Linked DNA regions of Mus musculus: region 2 is linked to region 1. Evidence: chromatin contacts called from public Hi-C data. All regions are on one chromosome and are shown on one strand. The core of a region is the stretch at or near the end of the contact, and the rest is flanking DNA. Distances in the headings are between cores, read along the strand shown. Region 1 overlaps Cped1 (cadherin-like and PC-esterase domain containing 1). Region 2 holds the start of Wnt16 (wingless-type MMTV integration site family, member 16).

Evidence for each region. A called contact is a pair of places that touch in the nucleus more often than the background predicts.
Region 2: a Hi-C map of uterus shows a contact between it and region 1. The contact joins the promoter of Wnt16 here to the enhancer-like site in region 1. A contact is called at or near these places in 2 of 39 promoter capture datasets (macrophages and second pharyngeal arch cranial neural crest), 1 of 15 datasets of contacts at CTCF or cohesin (the NIH/3T3 cell line), 9 of 484 Hi-C or Micro-C datasets (bone marrow-derived macrophages, embryonic fibroblasts, macrophages and 3 more), 1 of 115 datasets of contacts at active chromatin or transcription factors (the HPC-7 cell line) and 5 of 9 other capture datasets (adipose tissue, bone marrow-derived macrophages, liver and 2 more).

What each region holds. Positions count from the first base shown.
Region 1 is chr6:22,231,729-22,238,079 of GRCm38.p6, forward strand. Cped1 (cadherin-like and PC-esterase domain containing 1) reads left to right here. Exons shown (of 22, transcript NM_001081351.1): 18 at 1,717-1,937; 19 at 2,180-2,281; 20 at 2,903-2,990; 21 at 5,868-6,014. Among named protein-coding and RNA genes, the nearest start is that of Wnt16, 53 kb to the right of the region's middle. Within about 2 kb of position 2,058, at least 4 of the 459 cell types and tissues checked have an H3K27ac peak or open chromatin away from gene starts, as enhancers often do. A contact at or near this core is called in uterus, where this site is marked.
Region 2 is chr6:22,286,307-22,292,581 of GRCm38.p6, forward strand. Wnt16 (wingless-type MMTV integration site family, member 16) reads left to right here and starts at 1,921. Exons shown (of 4, transcript NM_053116.4): 1 at 1,921-2,295; 2 at 2,475-2,722; 3 at 4,612-4,898. The coding sequence starts at 2,201.

The sequences.
Region 1 (6,351 bases), core at 808-3,307:
TCTCCACCACTAAAAATAAATCTCCTTATTGTAACTAAAAATCTAGACCATCAAAACAAATCTTGCAAAGCCTAGCAAGAATCCATTTGATTTCTTTCACTATTTTAGTGTGCTATACTATTATCACCCAATGAAATTTGACTGAGATTATTATCGAGGGCTCTGCTGTGTTCTTCTGTTTAGCAACCACGTTTATGACAACAGTATTGCATCTGGAGCCACTTTCTAGGTTTCCGTGGAAAATATAAGCCTTTGCAGGTTCTTAGTAAATCCACTGTGGGTGTGAATATGGGAACTGGTGGCAGTGTGTGTTGTCTCAAGTGTGACACAGGAAATATGTGCATCACTAAGAGACAAACAAAATCTCAAAGAGGAGAAATAAACCAACTGAAGAATGAGTTAAAAAAGCATTCAAAGGGAATTGTCTATGGGAAAAGTCATATTACATTCAATTCACTAAGTACTTTTCTTGTGTACACGTGGCATTGTGAGGGAAAGCAGACTTCAAAGTTTACCTTTCAAATACTTGATAGGATACAGTGGAAAAGACACACGTGCAAGTAGCCATAACGTCATGTAGCCTTTGCTAAAAAATCTATAACGAAGCTAAAATTTAATGGACTTGCAGAACACAGAGTGAGTCGCTCTAGCTGAGACACTAGGGGAGGGAGACCTTTGTTAGGAGCACCATTTACGTTGGTTCTGATGCTTGACGGGTGGGATTGTCCAGGGAGGAACTCCTGAGGCAGATGGATTAGCACAAGGGAAAAACAGATGTTGTCAAATACAAATCATGTTCCCTGAGAAAGCCTAGGTCTGCCCCACTAATACAAGGAGATGCAACAAGAAGGTGGGCCACTGACCTGCACTTGAAGTCACAGAGTCAGGGTTTGAGTCTTGTGTTCACTATTCATGAGATTTATGGCCCCAGTCTTCCCGAGTCTCAAATTCCCCATCTGTGGCAATCTCCACAGAACAGAGACTATTAAGCAATAAAGTCTCAGTCACTGTTAGCTGAATTCAAAAAGTTCAGAATTGACTCTGTAGGCAATGGTGATCGAATACTATTTTGAATGTGCAAATGAGAGAATGCTAAATGAATTGGAGTGGAAAAAAAAGTGAGCGGTGTGTTTACAACAGTACAGCTTTGAGGTCGGATGAGCCTGAGGCTGGGCTGTTCTGGCAGTATGGCAGACATCACTGAAAAAACAAATGACACTAGGACCTGCAAAAGAGGTGGGAAGCACTGCTCGAAAAGACCCCAGCCTTGTGTAACTTTCTGTCTGTTTTTGAGTAATGGCATGCTTTCTATGGAGCTACTTCAGTGAGTTCTGAGTTTGCACATCTACAAAATATAGATTGAAAATCCTAAGTACCCTGAGAGTTCTGCAATATAACATGCATCTTTATATCAATGAACCTTGTTACCCAATTAGAAGAATGTAAAGTGATGGATATTAAGGGAGATAGAAAAATTAGAAATAACATGAAAGGAAAGTTTCACACATTAATTAGTTGATCAGGAGATAGCATTATTACTAAAAACGCAGGAGAAATAAATTAAAGGTTTGGTGGATGTTATGATGTAAGAGATTAAGGATGTTGCTATTAAAGGCTATACTTCAATTAGATGTGTAATTATGTGAGCACTTAATAAAATATTTTTATTATGTACCATGTAAACACCTGATGACAACAGGTATGTTTTCTTTACAGATTCTTTTCATAGGAGATTCCACCAACAGAGGGATGATGTACTATCTAATCGAGAGACTGAATGAAACACTTCAGGAGTGGCAGAAACTGCATGGCACTAAACTCTACCCCAGTGTCAATGGTGGGAAGAGTCCGATCAGTTACTCCTACTATCCCCAGTTCTGGATAAGGCCTTCATTGAGACCAGCATTTGAGAAAGCACTTGAACATCTCTTGCAAAGGTACAATGGAACTACTGTGAATGGCAAAATGCCACCATTGTGCGGTCATAATTGCACACGGTGTATCGAATGTGCTGAAAGGCTTAGATACCCACTAATGTGGCCGAAAACGAACTGCAAATGACAAGGAAGTCTTGTGATCAGGAAGCCAGACATGGTTCATTGAAATGTGAGGCAATCCAGTTAAAATGTTTACCATCTGTTCTAAAGCAACATGTGTTGTTTTTCTTTCTGGATTTTAGATCACAGCCCCTAGAGAATACTGACCAGACGGTATTGGTTGTTGGTGGTGTCCAGTGGCTTAATTCCAATCACCTGCAAATTATTCACAAGGTTTTAAAGAGGTAACTTGCTGTAGCCACTGTCATTGATCAATGCCTTCATCTTTTCTTCGAAAGGACCATTCCAGGACTTATTAAAGGGGCAGGTTTAGGATTTAAAATTAAAATTTTAAAGGCAAATTTTACACTTTGAAATAGCTCTACATCTAATCAAGGATATTGAACATTCTAATTTAAACATTCTCCAAGATCAAAATGTATTTTTGAGTCAGGTGTAGTAGCACATACCTGTAATTCAAACATTTGTGAGGTTAACATAGGAAGATAGAGAGTTCAAATCAGACAGGGACTACCGAGAAAGAGCTTGACTCAGAACATACATGCATATTGAAAGTTTTCAAAACCTTCTCTAAAACATCCCCATTGCTATATAAGGGATTCTTTGGATGAGACACAGTAATTGATATATTTAAGACAGATTATTGTCATTATTAAATAATATCCATTGGCACACAAGATTCTGTCTACAGAAAATCATACTATATGACAATAAAATAGGAGTTTAGTCCTGTATACAGATGACCACATTCTAAAACGGTTCTGTTATATATGTTGATGTCATTAACATGCAGGTAGAAATGCATCAGACGTTTGTGACTTTAAAATTCTGATCATTTTATGCAGGGAAAATTTGCTGAATATTCTAGTGATCATCAAAACATTGGGGATTGGATTTCACCTGCCGGTGGACGGGGTGCACTTCCTAACCCAGGTAAGGCCACTTCCTCTTAGGCTGCATGAATTTAGGATCCCTGATAGCAAAGGACCCAACAGGCATTCTACAATTCCCATCAGCCTTCATGAAAAGAAGACCCAATATGATTCCAAATACATCCTAACAGTTCCTGCAGACCAGAAGACTGTAGCCCATAAATGTGCTATAAATAACGTGCTGCATTCAGGGGAGAAAACAAAAACAAAAAACCTCAAGCTGTGCTAAAAAGCACTGAACGCATAGATGAAAAGCTTTAGCGGTTATATTAAGAGGCTTTCCCTTTTTCAGATTCATGCTGAAACCACATATGAAATTGTCAATATCAGTGAGTGGCTTGGGGAACAGTATATTAAATGTGTGTGTGTGTGTGTGTGTGTGTGTGTGAGAGAGAGAGAGAGAGAGAGAGAGAGAGAGAGAGAGAGAGAGAGAGAGGCCATTGTTTTTCCCTCAGTTGGCTAGCCATAAATGAAAGGCATTAGGTGCCTCTAGCCAGTTCCCAAACATAGTAAATTTGTCTCAGCACTAAGTAGAAAAATTAGCACAGAAAAGAAAGATATCTTCAGGTCAGAGAAGCAGCTGTTCTTACTCAAGCACAGAGAGCAGCCCAAGTGTATACGCAAGCACAGGTCATGGTTCAAGAGCACACTGTCCGTTTAAGATGTAAGCGGGCTAAGATTGCTTTCTGTGTCTGTGATCTGCCCATCTAGCTTTGTCAAGGACAAACCATGGGATCCTCCTCTCTTTCCTCGAAACTTTGCTTTCCCGAATGCCAGGCAGCCTATATTACAGGAGAACTGTAGTCAACGTTAACACTCCAAATCCAGCATAGTGAGGACATCTTGGGTTTGGGTAACTTAAAGGAAGTTGAGACATTAACTTCTAGGCAATAGAAAGATTTAGGACAACTGCAGATCAAGAGAGGGGACTTGGATAGTTTTCTGCTGTAAGTTAGGAGTTGGAGTCCTTTTAGGGTTACTCAAAGGCTGCAATTCTTTCCAGAGACTCAAATAACTCAAATAACATTGCATACTCCCAGACATTCCTGTCATTGCACTGTTCCTTAGAGCCGCTAGTACTTGAGACCTTCATTTACATTCAGGGTGTTAGCTCCCATCCATTCATCGAAGCAGGTATGTCTTCTGCACTTGCTCTATTGTGGACCCTGTGTTAAAATTCTACCTGCTTCCCCCCCCCCCCCGAGCTCATCAGCCTTTACAAACAGTAAAGGCAAAAGGTGGGAAGAAGACAGGTAGAAAACAGAAAGGAGCAGGGTACCATGGCCAGTGATTCTGCACACCATCCTGAACTCTAGCGTATTCTCTCAGAGCTGTTCAAGATGGGCCTCTGGCTTCCTTTGCAGACTCATTCCCAGCAGAGCGTAGGCACGCATGTGCAGGAGAAGAGGGTTGTATGTACACACGCAGGAAGCATGCCATGCTCTCAAGAGACTCCCAGTTGCTTAGATCAATGCTTTGTCTTCCTGGATCATCTTCTCACCCTCCTCCTCACCTGGGTAACTTCCAAACACCTGTCAAGTGCAGTGACTGTAGTGTCACTTCCTCTGGGGCCAACTCTTTATGAGGTTTCTCTATTCACTGACATTATCTTAAAGAAAACACTCTTCTTTGAGTGTGAGATTAAATTAAGCACGCGGAGACCGGCAGAGACAGGAGAAAAACATACCACGTTGCTGCATCCCTCTTCTTTTATCTTGCTGTTGTTTGCCTTTTCTAATGGGGGGGGGGGGGAAATCAAGCACTTCTATTACCTTTCTGAGATGGGAAAGGAGATGGTGATTCCTTCCCTGTGTTAGTTGGGAGGATTCATGGGGTAAGAGGATTGCTGGAAAAATGCATAGAAAGGATAAAAGGAAGTTCCGGGGCGTAGACAGGAAGCATTTGCACTGCTCTCCGAAGAAGAATTTCATTCACTTTCCACGGTGTAGCCACCGAATGGCCGATGCGTTGAAGACAGAGTTCAACATTGTCTGATATGAAAGGAGGCACAAGCAGGCTGGACTGGGGACGGACAGTCTCAGATCAAAGGCAGGGTTTGAGAGACTGACCAGGCCATGGGAAGGTCTTGGCGTTAGAGTAATTGGTGATGCTGTCCCTCCAGGAGAAGGTGGACTTGAACTAGAACCCCAGTCAGCCAGCAACACAGTAGGAAAGGAGGGAGGAATGTGATCCAGAGGGGCAACCGCTGGACCCCTCCCTCAGTTCACTGCTTCCCCCAAACCACAATGCTCCATATCCAAGTAGCAAGCCTCACTCAGAGCTACTCTGGAGTCTTCTCTGGAGGTGTCGATGGTGCAGCTCTTTCACTTCTGGCAGCTACTCTTCCTGTCAGGGGAGATGTGTTTCCCTCCCCCCAATAAAGGATTTATTAGCTGTGGATATACCCATTTCTCCAATTAGAACGTTGTGTTTTACAAGCACTGACCACACACTGCATCCCCTTCCATTCTGTCCTTAGCAAGAAGCTAAGCAAAAGTCAGGTGCCAGCTACTACTCAAGTGCCTTAGTTAAATGAGAATCCAAATAAACGAAGGTCTGCCTTGTGGTATGTCATTTTTCAGTTTAAGAATTGTAAATACACTTATGAGCAATAAACAAGTAAGGAAAGATTTAAAACTATGCATCTCTGTAGATATTCATTTATTGTCATATCATGTATACATTAAAGGTTATGCTGATGTTTTGAGGAAATACAGAGCATGTATTTATTTTAAAAATTGATATGGAATTCATCTCCAACACAACCAATCTTGATAAAAGAAGATGCTATTTACATAATGTTTTTTTTTTTTACTTACTAAAGCATAAAATAATTCTCAGTTAATAAAAACCCTATGTTTCTTGTTTGGCAATACAGGGTGAAGTACGGAACTTATATAAAGAAAATCTGAGCATTCTGGAAACTGCCAAAAAGTATGGCTATGAAGTAGTAGACACATTCACTATCACAATGGGACGGCACAAAGAATTTCTGCAGGGCAATTGTGGATGCCATTTTCATGAGGTATTTGTACAGGCTCTCAGAGTTGTGTAGCTTTGGGCAGCTAGGTTTGGTTTTTGTTTGTTTGCTTGCTTGCTTATTTATCTTATACTTTAATGTATTGCCTGTTTTGTTTCCCATAAGAAACATTACATGAAGAGGAGACTATGTGACCACCAGCTTCATGAAATGAGGCATTAAAAGTCATTGCTCAGACATGAAAGACTCGGGATGGTGCATGGTTGAAGGCAGGAAGGTGTGGGAGTCTGAAGAGGGCTGCCTTCTTCAAAAGACTTCACACCTACCTCCTTTGCACCTGAAATCCCAGTGAGTTTATTAAGATTTCCCCCCAGAACTTGCC
Region 2 (6,275 bases), core at 671-3,170, 54 kb after region 1:
TCCATTTGGCCCACAACTCTGGATTATCCTCGCTGTGTGTTCACGGCACACTTTACTTCCCACACTGACTGTATCAGAATGTAATTGTGAGTTTACTTGTCTGTTTTGTCAAGTAAATTATGATCTCTACAGCTGTGTGGTTCAGTGCCAGTCTCACATTTTAACCCAAAGCAGTCTCAATATATATTTCTGAATTAAAAAAAAAAATCAAACACAGTTGGCCTTTAAAAATCAGCTTAAGCAATTGATGTTCTCCACACCCTCTACCCAAACCCAAGATTGCACCCTCTCCAGTTTCCCTTACAAGGAAGAAATGTCTCTATTTTCAGCCTTTAGGCCACTTAGGCATCTGTTCGGGATGTTCCTCATCATGTTAATCCACTCTGTGAGCTGCGCTTCAAAAGACTATCTGCTTCTCCGGGACCAATGGCCGTGGAACAGCTATGGGTGTACTCTGGTCCCTTCTTGGAGAGGCTTAGAGGATAAAGTGGGCTTGGATAAAGGCTCCGACTTTCAGAGAGGCCACTAGCTATTAGCCAAAATATTTCTGGATCAGTAACCATACCCTATCATCAACTTGACTTTCTAAAAATTACAGTGTGGTTTTAGGACCTGGTACGTAGTGTGCGCGCAGTGCTTGCTGGATAAAGGAGTGAATGGGACAGGATGGGTGTGTGAGTGAGCTTTGATTGACCTTAAGTGAGGCTGAGTATTAAAAGCAAGCAAAAGCTGTCCAAGCCTTTCAGCGCTGAGGCTAAGTGTGGTCACCCACCGAGATGATAGCACCTGGAGAGTTTACTAACATTCCAGATGTCCTCTTGGGAGCAGGTGAAAACCCTGTGCCTGTAAGTAGAGGAGGCGGGGCTCTCTGATACCACAACAAAGCATATTCCTGGCACCTTCAAAGGGTTCTTGAAGACAAAACTCTGACTGCTTCTCAGAACCCTTCCTGCTTCTAAAGTACATTTGGTGAAAGCCTAAGCTGCCAATTCCATTTACCTATAATCTCTGTTACTGATGATCAGAATTCATCTGGCCTTAGATTTGTCTGCCTGGCTGGGTTTTACACTGGTGGAAAGGGGTCTTATTTCCACAAACTTCCATAGGTCTGGGCATGCAGTTGGTGTGGGTGCAGGATTTCTGTTGTCGTTGTTTCCACTCGGTAGCCCTGTGGAAGGTATCCTTGGGTGGGGGGTGGGGTCAGTGTGGGTCAGAAGAGGGTAGGGACAGCGTTCATCTATTTGGAATGCTCTAGTCAGCTCTCACCCATTTGTCTGCCTGCCATTTTCCCCCTTAGAAAAGCCTGTGCTCCCAAAAGCTACAGAAATAAGACAAATGAGAAAAGCCATCACAGAACCTAAGTAAAATACGGGGAAATTTGATGGAAAGCTGGAAATAAATGTGTATACAATGACACGAAAAGAACCCTTCTCGCCTATCCTCTCCGCTTCCAAGGGTGGAAAGATCAGCTTTTTGTGGTATCAATTCTGACCTTATAAAGATAATTCACCAGTGAGAAATACAAGAAAGAAGAGCAGAGTGCTCCGCCCCCCTCCCTTCGGGCCCCCCCACACCTTTACCCTTTTTACTCAAAGGGTAAATCTAGATGTGGCTAGATTTTCTCTCAAGGATGCTAAGAAGTGCTCATCGTTTCTTTGCTCTCCGCTTGACTCAGTCTCGCAGTGACCTCCTCTAAGGACATTGTGAGAGGAGGAAAGGTCGTGACACTCCCAGGTCTAGTTAGACAGTCACGGAGGCTCAGCCCAGGAGCGCCCCCCGCAGAGCCCACTGTTAGCCAATGAGACACTGAAGTTTCCAGATGGTGAGGTACAGGGTTGCTGCTGAGCCAATCAGACTCCAGGCGCGGTCAGGGGGGGAGGAGATGCGAGGAGAAGCCTGGGGCGATGGAGACACAGAGACATCAGCAGAAGTTTCTCACCTTGGAAAGTGAGGGAAGCTCCCGCATCTCCAGCTCATCCTCACCTCTGCGCCAGAGGACCTTAGGCTACTTTCTCCGCCTTATCTTGCCTAGGGGACTGCTGATAGTCTCTGTCCTTGCTGCCCTGTTTAATGTTACCTTCCAGGGGAAAGAGAGCAAGGAACAACTGGGTGCTAAGAAACTGACCCCAGGCCCTGCGGGCCTCTGGAGAGAGGAGACAGAGGAGGAGTGGCTGGGGCTGGGGGTCTCCATGCGTGGGCCATGGACAGAGCGGCGCTCCTGGCCCTGCCCAGCTTGTGTGCGCTGTGGGCAGCCGTGCTGTCGCTGCTCCCCTGCGGAACCCAGGGCAACTGGATGTGAGTATGGGCTCTGTGGAGGCATATAGGGTGGCTGGTCAAAGGAATGACCCAACTAGTGGGCTTTCAACTTGAGGCTGGGAGAGAAGGGGTGGAGACCCTAGGAACGCTGACCTAATGCTTTTGGGGTGGGGGAGGGAAAGGGGAGAGGCTTACCTCAGGGGTGCCGCGTCTTACAGGTGGTTGGGCATCGCCTCTTTCGGGGTACCGGAGAAGCTGGGCTGCGCCGACTTGCCGCTGAACAGCCGCCAGAAGGAGCTGTGCAAGAGGAAACCGTACCTGCTGCCTAGCATCCGCGAGGGCGCCAGGCTGGGCATTCAGGAGTGCAGAAGCCAGTTCCGACACGAGAGGTGGAACTGTATGGTCGCCACTACCACTTCCACCCAGCTCGCCACAGCCCCCCTCTTTGGCTATGAGCTGAGTAGCGGTGAGTCACCAGGACCCTCGGGGATGGTAGGACATACAAGGCGACAGCTTTTCTGCGCGTTCCTTCGATAGAGTGTATAGCGCCTGCACAATTCGGTGCTGGCAAGGTCTTCAATATGGAACATTTGGTGCGAGGTGGGGGTGGGGGAAAACTGGGGCAACAAGGGCCAGCCCCCAGTGTGCAGGTGCGGCCCTGGGGAGGGACGTCCGAGATCTACAGAAGGACTCTTAGAAGGGCTGAAATTCTCCTTGCTTCCCCTGGCCCCTGCCAAAGTTTCAGAAAAACTGAGTTCCTATCCCGTCGACCCCAAGGACCCCATGGCGCCCCGCTCCGTGGGTGACCAGCTGGACAAACATGAGGTCTACAGCCGAGAATGATGCAGCCGCATCTGCTTTGATTTAAGCAGCTCTGTGGCGCCCAGAGCTGCGGACAAGTGGCAATTGAAGCACAGCCGCACGTTTTACTGACTCCTGGGAACACCAGGTTTAGTGCACGATGGTGATTTTTTTTTTAAGGGACTGTCACCTGAGCGCGACTTCTGTGTCCCCCACTTTTCTGTTTCTTCCATCTCTCCTTGACCGGGCGGGAGCTCTCTCTGCGGTACGGGGAAAGTGCGGTGGAAAAAGAAAAAGTTCTTCCTACAGACGTGGTGACTTAGCGGGGCTAGTGGTGCTAGGATGCTTCCTGAGATATTAGCAAAGTAGGAGTTTTAGGCCTGAGGCACTGAAAGATGCGCTGTCGTTTTTTTAAAGTTCATTTCCGTTCGTACTGCACTTTGACCCTTCTCCAGTCAGTTTCTGCACGCGCCTCCACAGAGCTGTGCGTCCCAGCTCTGAGTTTTGTCTGGCAAGTGATGCTGAAGGATCCCTGGCCTGGGGGTGGGGGTGGGGTAAGGGCTAAGAACCAGGAGGAGAAAGAAAAAGTAAGAAAGAGAGAGAATGTGTCCTAAACAGTTGCTGAGATGCAGAAGCATTCGTTACCGAAAAGGTTTATTGGACAACCGGCGTGAAGCAGTTTCTATTCCAATCTAAACATCTGGAAAGAAAAAAGTTGCCTGCTGAGTCCTTCCGAGTCTGTTTTATGAATGTCTTAATGGAAATTTGATTTCAAAGATTTTAACTCCAACTTTACTGATGGAGTACAAAGTGCAACTGTTTCAAAATAGTATACTTTTCCACAACAATGCATTTTTACAAGTTTTCAATGATCTTGTTCTCATTAGTTATATGACCATAAAGCCAGCTGCACTGCACTGTGTAAAATGTTTACAACTCAATACCAGTGATTGTTATTCATCATATTCTCCCCCTTTAAAACCTTATCTTTGATGTGAAAGAAAACGAATATGTATCTACCAGTTGTCTTGATTTTTGCTAATTTTAGTTTGCATAGTATCTATTTAAAGAAAGGTCACACCAAAATTTTCTGATTGTATTTTGTGAAAGCAGCATACTCAAAAAAAAAAAAAAAAGATACGGAATCTGTTTCCTTTTTAATTGCCCATTTACATTGTCCATATAAAGGATTTACATTCAACATGTACTAATAAGCTACTTCTGGCTATGAACCACTAAGGCAGGTACTCGTGAAGGTTACACATTTTTTAAAAACATGAATTGTAATATATGAGGAGAGTGGGTGACAATATGACATGTGTCATCCCTATGTGGAATACAGAACAATAATGCTGCTTTTTAAAAAGAAAAAAAGAAAAAAGAAAAAAGTCTAGGATAGTAGATTTCCTTTCCAAATATTCACACATTATAGCATTCTCTGTAAACGCTTGAAAAAATCGATTGCCTCCTAAGACAACAAGTGAGAGGTTTAGGTTAGGGCTGAATATCGACAGAAAGTGCCGGCTCTGTCATTTATCAATGTTTTCTTCCTAGGCACCAAGGAGACAGCATTCATTTATGCCATCATGGCAGCGGGCCTGGTGCACTCTGTCACCAGGTCATGCAGTGCAGGCAACATGACCGAATGTTCCTGTGACACCACCTTGCAGAATGGTGGCTCACCAAGTGAAGGCTGGCACTGGGGAGGATGCTCGGATGATGTCCAGTACGGCATGTGGTTCAGCAGAAAGTTTCTAGATCTTCCCATCAGAAACACCACAGGAAAAGAAAGCAGAGTCCTGCTAGCCATGAATCTACACAACAACGAAGCGGGGCGGCAGGTATGTATTGGGAAATTGAATAAAACGTTAGTGTCACTGGGTAAATAATACTGAGATTAATGCTTCCGGGTGAATCAATGCCAATGATTTAAGAGTCAAACGCTGACAGTTTATAAGAAATAAAATAGGCAGCTGTTCCTTCCTGAGTGTGCATGGACTATGTTGGTTTCATTTAGACAAACACCACTAATACGAGTTGAATTCCGCAGCAGCGTGTATTAATGTTGGTGCACTTTGTATATCAAAACATTATTAAATAAAAGATATACACGCTCCTGTTGTTTTATTGGTTGTGAGATAGACTGATTTCTGGCATTTCCAGAATGAGATTTGTATCTATCATTTATTGGGCCGAATCATGTGTTATCCCCTCATATGAATTTTGATTATTGTTTTAAATCTACTGTTTAGTAGACAACAATTCTTAAATGTGTTAATATGTTGTCAGGTTTATATTTTTCTCCAATAAGTGTTCTTAGGGAAACTACAACCACTATTTTTTTTGTTCAGCAAATGTTGTTTATGGAAAATTGACAGGTAATTGGAAATTCAAAATAATATACACTATATGTCGATGTGTCTGTCTTAAAAAGTTTATTATGTCACAGAAAATATGTACTCATAAACATGTTAGTCTTTTTGGGAAAGTTATAGTGAATTGCCAAACTTCAACAGCTTCCTGAAGTAAACTCAGACAAGTTGCAGTATCTCTTAGGAACAGTTAAAGTATATGTTATATTTGTTTTTTTACACTTTTGGCAAGTGAATAATGAGGCTCATTCACAATGCTTAGAAGATTCAGCCAGTTTTCTTTATTCAACTGCTTGCTTTCGTTGAAAATACTAAAAAGCTAGAAGTATCAGTAAAATATTACCACAACTCCTGAAGTTTGCATCTGCATTTCCATTTCATTTGAACATGCAATTCAAACAGGTAAAGTAGAAAACAAGACTGCTCCGTGAGTAGGCTATGAAAGTCTCCCGCAGCTTCATGTAGGAACTTCAGAAGTGGACTTTCTGTTGCTAACAGTTGCTGTTGTTCAGCACCGCTGTTAGCTGCATGCCTTTTCCCCAGCTGCTCAAGTTCAGCACTGCATGCCTTAAGGTTTCTCCTTGTGAAAGTAAGAACGAGATGCTGACTGACTTTAAGTAAAGGAATAGTTGCTATTTCTAACATATTAATAGGAAAGAAGATAAATGCAATTAACCTATGTTCCTTTAAACTCTAGCATTCTGCTCAAGAAAATCACCAGGGCGCATCAAATCACTATGTTTAAAGGATGAGAAAACAGTTACATAAGTATTCATTATTAGTTGTTATTTAAACAGTTTGATAGTGATTTAAATATTTCACCAAAAAGAAAACAAACAAACAAAC